2 separate regions of the Strix aluco genome follow, and region 2 is linked to region 1. Evidence: chromatin contacts called from public Hi-C data. All regions are on one chromosome and are shown on one strand. Each heading gives the region's core, a stretch centred on a gene start, on an enhancer-like site or on the middle of the called end of the contact. The rest is flanking DNA. Distances are from core to core; before and after follow the strand shown.

Region 1 (2,879 bases), core at 81-2,580:
AACGATAGGTCCAAGTTAAGAGTTCCTGAACAGACTTCAAGCTGCAATGTTTAGCCCTCTACAATTTATTTTTTCTGAGCTTTGTCTGTGCTTCACAGCCTTTAAAAGCAAATACACGAAGGGCAGGCAGCATTTAAAACGGGGACGACGTTAAACCTTCCCTGGTACTTTTTTTTTTTTTTTTGGTTAAGCTTTCCCACGATCAGTGTCAGCTCCAGTTATAGCAGCAACATTAGGAAATCCGACAAGAGAAAATAAAACATCCCATAACTGCCTGCGAGCAGGCAATCACTGTGCTTCACTCCGGCAGATTCCCTCGGGAGAAGCCCCTTCTTTATTGCCCTTGGCACTGCCAAAAACCCTTCAGAGGAGGAGGGGAGGTTGAAGAAAAGATCTAACGCAGCGCAGCCACAGGCCCACAGACACTGTCTGTCTCCTTGCTGCCAATTCTTCGTATTTTTTAAAAAAAAGAAATACAATACAGTATTAGCCAATGCTCTGGGTTGCCTTTAGAGACAAAGCTATACAATAGCTGCTTCCAATTAGGGGCGACAGCTCAAAACGCTCCTCTCGTCACAGCAGCCCGGCGGTTTTCGGGAGAGCAGCAGCGCTGCGCCCGCCCGGCCCCGCCGCCCAGAGGGGACCCGGAGCGGGCCGCGGCCCCGGCCCCAGCCCGAGCCGCGCCGGGACCCCGCCCCACGCCACCCCCAAGCACGCCGCCGGCCCCCGCCGCCTCGCACCGAGCGCCCTGCCCTCCTCTGCCCGGGGAGGAAGGCGGGGGGCGCGCACAAAGGAGCGCGACCGGCCGCGGCCGTTACCGGGCGAACGGCGGAGGGCGAGGCGGCGCGCGCCCACCCCCCGCCCCCGGCCGGCCCGCGCCATGGCCGCGCGCGCGCGCGCGCCCGCACCCCGGACGAGGCGCTCCCCGACCCGCCGCCCCCTCCCCAGCCCTTACGCCGCCCCCCGCATCTCGACCCCCCCCGCCCCCCGCCAACCTCCCCCGCCCGGTGCCCGCCGCCCCAGCGCCGAACAAAGCGCCTCGGCGACCGCCTCGGCCCCGGCCGCTCGGCGCCTCCCCCGGGGAAGCCGCCGCAGACAAGGGAAGGCGCCGAATCCCAGACACAATGAGAGGCGAGCCGGGACTCACCCACAGCTCCGTGCCCCAGCTCATGGCTGCTTCGCGGGCAGCGCCGGCTCCAGCAGAGGCGACGGCGGGGAGGAGGCGTCGGGCGTCGGCCGGAGACGGGGTCCCGCCGGGGAGCGCCGGTGCCCTCGGTCACTGGGGAGAGGCGGCGGCAAGGAACGACGTCGCTCCCAGCTCCGGCTCCGCCTGGCTCGGGGAGGGGGGGGCGCAGCCGCGAAGGAGACTGGGAGAGGGGCGGGCCCGGCTGAGGCGGCAGCGGGGGGACGGGACGGGGTGAGGCCGCCGCTCCCGAGGCGCCACGCGCACCCCGGAGCCTCCCACGGCCGTGGGTCGGCGGGGGGTCCCGGCGCGGCGCAGTCCCCGTTACTCATGAACGAGGAGGAGGGGGCGCCTGGCGGGAGGCGGCAACGAGGCCCCGGGTCTTTGTATCCCGCCCGGCTGCGAGGCCTCCTCACCTCCCCCCGGGAAAGCGCTGACTCACGCCCGGGAGAGGCGGGAGGCGCACCCGCCGCACCTGGCACGGTGGCAAAAAAGAGAAAGAAACAAGGAAGGCTTTTTTTTTTTTTTTTTTTTTAAACCCCACAGGTGTGTAAGTAAATCCTAAATGGAGAAGCTAGGAAATGCGAGGCATGTGATGGAGTAGTTCGATGAATCATATCGTTGAATGACTATAACAGGGAGTTTCCTCAACAACTGGAAAAGGAAGGATGTTAAATCCTTGTCAAAGGATTATTTTTTTCCACCAAAGTGTCTGTTACGAAGCTACTAACAGCAAAGGCTCAGAAAGCCACCTGAAGTCCCCCTCTCAAGGCATCAATTTCTTGTTTTTTCTCTCATTTTTACTTAATCATTTTTATAGGCTGCAACAAAAACTCAGTGAAAATACTGCTGTCTTCAGTCTCTAGACCATGAAACTTAAAGTTTATGATTTAGTTTTCACTAAAAACGACTTAAATCCATTTTTTCATTTCCAAGTCACCTTTCAGGTAATGTTCCTTTGCATCGTGCTTAATTTCAGTTTAGTCCCACTTTCCATATGAAAGGAAAATGCAGGTTGTTCTAGGTGGATATGAAATTACTGTATTCAAATAATATTAACATCGGAATTTATCAAAATAAGCAAGTGATCACCAGATCACCAACTTCATTTCTGGAGTGAAATATTTAGTCACATTACGCAAGAAATGCATTTGGGTCTGTGGGGATCCACAAAATGAATAAATACGTCACATGCTGCGGTGGCCTATGTGTATGTTTTAGCAAGCTGGTGGTCATTGAACCTCCAAATTTTAGACTCTTAAGATTAAATTCCACACTTGGGCACACTTCAGTTGAACTGACACATTATTAACTCTAGATTGCATGCATTACTGAAAATACCACGCAGAATACATGTTGAGGATTCTAGTACTGAAGCAGAAATAAATTAATGGTAAAAATAATTAATAAATATATATTTGAATTAACATGCCTTTCAGGATTAGGAAAGAATAATTTCCATTAAATGCTGTAAACTTCAATCAACATTTTGCTTAGCTGCCAGTTCACCACCCACCTTTATACAATTCTTCAAAACATATAATCGGATGATATAATTGGATAACCTGGTTCAAATCATCATTAAGTAAAAATTAAAAAGAATTTAGCCATTTTATATGCTTTTTATTTTAAATTAATACCTATACTGTAACTTGCAGCATATGTAATAATTTTTAAAAAGAGGGAGTTCAAAATC
Region 2 (3,137 bases), core at 546-3,045, 170 kb before region 1:
TAATTTGTAATTCTGCCTTTAGTGTCATAAACCATTACTAACAAGGATTTTCCCCAAGATTAAAGGGCAGTAGGTACTGTGTTGGGTTTTCTTAGTATGTGCACCTCTTGCTGTTTTGGATGTCGGTGAAATGTTTTGTAAGGATGGTAATAATTCCTTTCTCCTGTTTCTTTATGCTCCCCTTGGTTTTGCCAGTGTTTCTTTTTCTTCTTGCCCTTGGGGCAGAGACTACCCAGTGGTTGTACAGCCCATCTCCTAGATGTCACAACCAAAAGACTATAAGGAAAAGGGATTAGGCTGACAGTGGCTGAGGTGTTGCTGGTGTGGTGCCACTAGTAGGCATGGTTAGTTTAGGAACAGAACTAAAATACTTCTCACTTTCCTCTGTTGTGCTCATTGTTCATACTTCTTCATTTTTCCTTCTTTGGAGGTCTTTAATCTTCTCTCTGCAGTCAACTTAAGTCTCCTTAAAACTGAAGGTGCCTTCTTATCATTGCTGTTTTCCATATGATAAAACTATTTTTGATCTCTTAATTATTATAGTCCTGTCTTTATCCCAGGAGCCCACCTAGGTCTTGCTGCGATTTGGAATCCTGCCATAACGCAGGTTGGAAGGGACCATGATGAGAGCTTGCCCTGCCCAGCCTCCTGCTCAAAGCAGGGTTAGACCAGGTTGCTCAGGGCTTTATACAGTCGGGTCTTGAAAACCAACAAGAATGGAGACAGCAATTTTCTCATTTTCTTTTGGACTGTAGCTCTTAACCTGCTTTTTTAGAGTATTGATTATGTAAATACTGCTTGCAACATGCGAACATGTATATGTAAAAGCCTCTGCCTTCAATTTTTTTTCACTAGGAACTAAACAAATTTTATTAAGCTATCCTTAAATACAAAAAGTGAAAGGGAAATAGTATTTGGACTGAAATGCATTGCTGGAAGTGACTGAACAAGGAGGAACATTTTGTCTTCTGTCATATGATGTGGTTGCTTTTTACAAGGTTAACGTAGAGAGGTTTTGGTTTTGCCATTTATCTGCAAATTCTGAGAAAGTCTGATGTTTCTGTAAAGGGCTATATATATTTTGTAGCTAGATGGCATTCTTGAGTGGGTTACTGTGCTGTAAAAGTGATAGTTAATGTTCCTCATGGTGGGTTTCTTTTTCAGTTATGTGGACTTTTTCCTTTATTGCTTTTAAATAAAACATTATTACAGTTCGAAAAAGACCCTGTAGTCACACATGCAGGATTAAAAATAGTTTCTAAAAGAACCCCACAAATTGATTCATTAATAATGAATCAGATGAATTTACGCAATCTTGAGAAAAATCAAGGTTTGTTTAGTGCTGCTACTGTTTTACGTTTTACCAATTTTTTTGTTTTTAAAATGGCTCATCTTCTATTTAGAGATATGTGTAAGTTAGGAAGAAAAGATGGTGTTGATTCAAGTGTTAAAATGCTTCAGTTTAGTCTACTGCATTTTGTGGGCTTGTTGCGTTGCTTGACAATAACTTTAGCCAGAAGTGTATCGCGGGCATCCCTGAGGTGCCTCCAGGAAAGACAGTTTTTATTTTTCGAGGAAAATAATTTCCGAAGACTGTCCTAGAAGGGCAGCAGCACCAGCAGGCGGGTCTGTGGGCACTGACGGGTTTCCACAGGGTTGCCGCTGCGGCGGGGCTTTGCTTCCGGGCGGCTGGTCAGGCGGGTGCTGCGGCCGCCACAGGGCCGCGCGCTGCCGCCCCCGCGGCCGGCTGCTGCCGCGCGGGCCCTGCCCGCCGCGCGGGGCTGCACGGGGCGCCGCGCGCCGCCGCCTGCGGGCCGGCGAGGGGGCGAGGAGGAGGAGGAGAGCCCTTCTCCCGCCGCTCGCCGCGGCGCCCGTCCTCGGCCCTCCACCCTTCTCGCTGGCGGTGAGGCATCTTCACGTCGCTGGGGCCCGGCGGAGGTTCGAGCGGAGACGGCCGCGGCGCTGCCACGCTCGATGGAGGCTGCGGCCGTTGTCCCCGCCCGCTCCCAGCCTTCCCCGCTCGCCGGCAGGCGGGACCGCAGAGCCGCGCTGAGGGGAGCCGGCCGCCGGGAAGCGCCAGGGCGGTTGACCGGATCGCTCCGGCGGTGAGGTAAGGGACTGGAGAGTGGGGTAAAAAGGTTTCAACCGGAAGGGGAGGGGGAAGGAAAAAAACCCGCAAACCACCAACCAAAAAAAAAAAAAAAAGGAAAAGGGCAGACACGACTCCGCCGGGACTCGAACCCGGAACCTTTGAATCCCTTCACCCTCTAGAAGTCCAATGCGCTATCCATTGCGCCACGGAGCCACCTGTTGGAGCGTTTGCACGCCGCCCATAGAGCCTGCGCGCAGCGCTCCCGGCCGGCGCCGCGCTGCCTTCCGGGGGGCTGGCCCTGGGCTCCGCGAGCAGCGGAGTTCAGGCGCCAGCGAGGAACGCTTTACCTTTTTTCTTTGTCTTTTTTTTCCTTTTTTTTTCAAACCAGTATGAGTAGGCTTAGTTCCGCTGTATAAACGAGTCTCGAGCAGCCTCTACGCGCCGCTTGAGCGCTGCCCAGGGCCGGGTCCCGGGTGGGGCCCAGAGCTCGCTGTTCAGCACTCGCCATGGGGCTACGTCATGATTTCTTGTGAAAGACTGACTTTAACTCCATCGGTAATCAGTATAAAATACTTGTCGTCATCCCACTTGAGCGTTTTTAATATTATTCCCTATCTTTGGGGGAATATAATTATATTCCACAATTGCCTTATATTGGGGAACTGCTCTGCTAAACATCTATAAATTTGCATAAGGATGTCTTTATAGGAGTCGGCCGTTTTACACAGGTGAAGGTGATACATTGATGAATTGTATCAAATGGTTTTGCTTTGACAAATACAAACATCTCTCAGATTGCAATTGTCTATAATGTGCTTTTAACAGCAGTCCACTACTTCTGGAGTAAACGTGAACATTTCAGGCAAAAACCACAGTCATAGCATCAAGGATATGGAAACTACACAGGGTCAGTTCCAAAATTACTTGGAACCAAGTTATTTTAACACTGGTGGTTTCCAGCCCTGTAGGTTTTTAGGGACAGTCTAAATACAGGGGTTTTGGTTTTGTTTTTAAACAATAGCATCTGAATTAAAGGAACCTGGTA

The links. A called contact is a pair of places that touch in the nucleus more often than the background predicts.
Region 2: a Hi-C map of brain shows a contact between it and region 1, with 6 times the contacts expected there. The contact joins the promoter of BCAR3 here to the promoter of FNBP1L in region 1. A contact is called at or near these places in 2 of 2 Hi-C or Micro-C datasets (brain and heart).

The regions. Positions count from the first base shown.
Region 1 is chr8:19,436,892-19,439,770 of bStrAlu1.hap1, reverse strand. FNBP1L (formin binding protein 1 like) reads right to left here and starts at 1,330. Exons shown (of 16, transcript XM_074832521.1): 1 at 1,148-1,330. The coding sequence starts at 1,171.
Region 2 is chr8:19,607,163-19,610,299 of bStrAlu1.hap1, reverse strand. BCAR3 (BCAR3 adaptor protein, NSP family member) reads left to right here and starts at 1,795. Exons shown (of 14, transcript XM_074832522.1): 1 at 1,795-2,110. TRNAR-UCU (transfer RNA arginine (anticodon UCU)) reads right to left here and starts at 2,305; the gene lies at 2,221-2,305.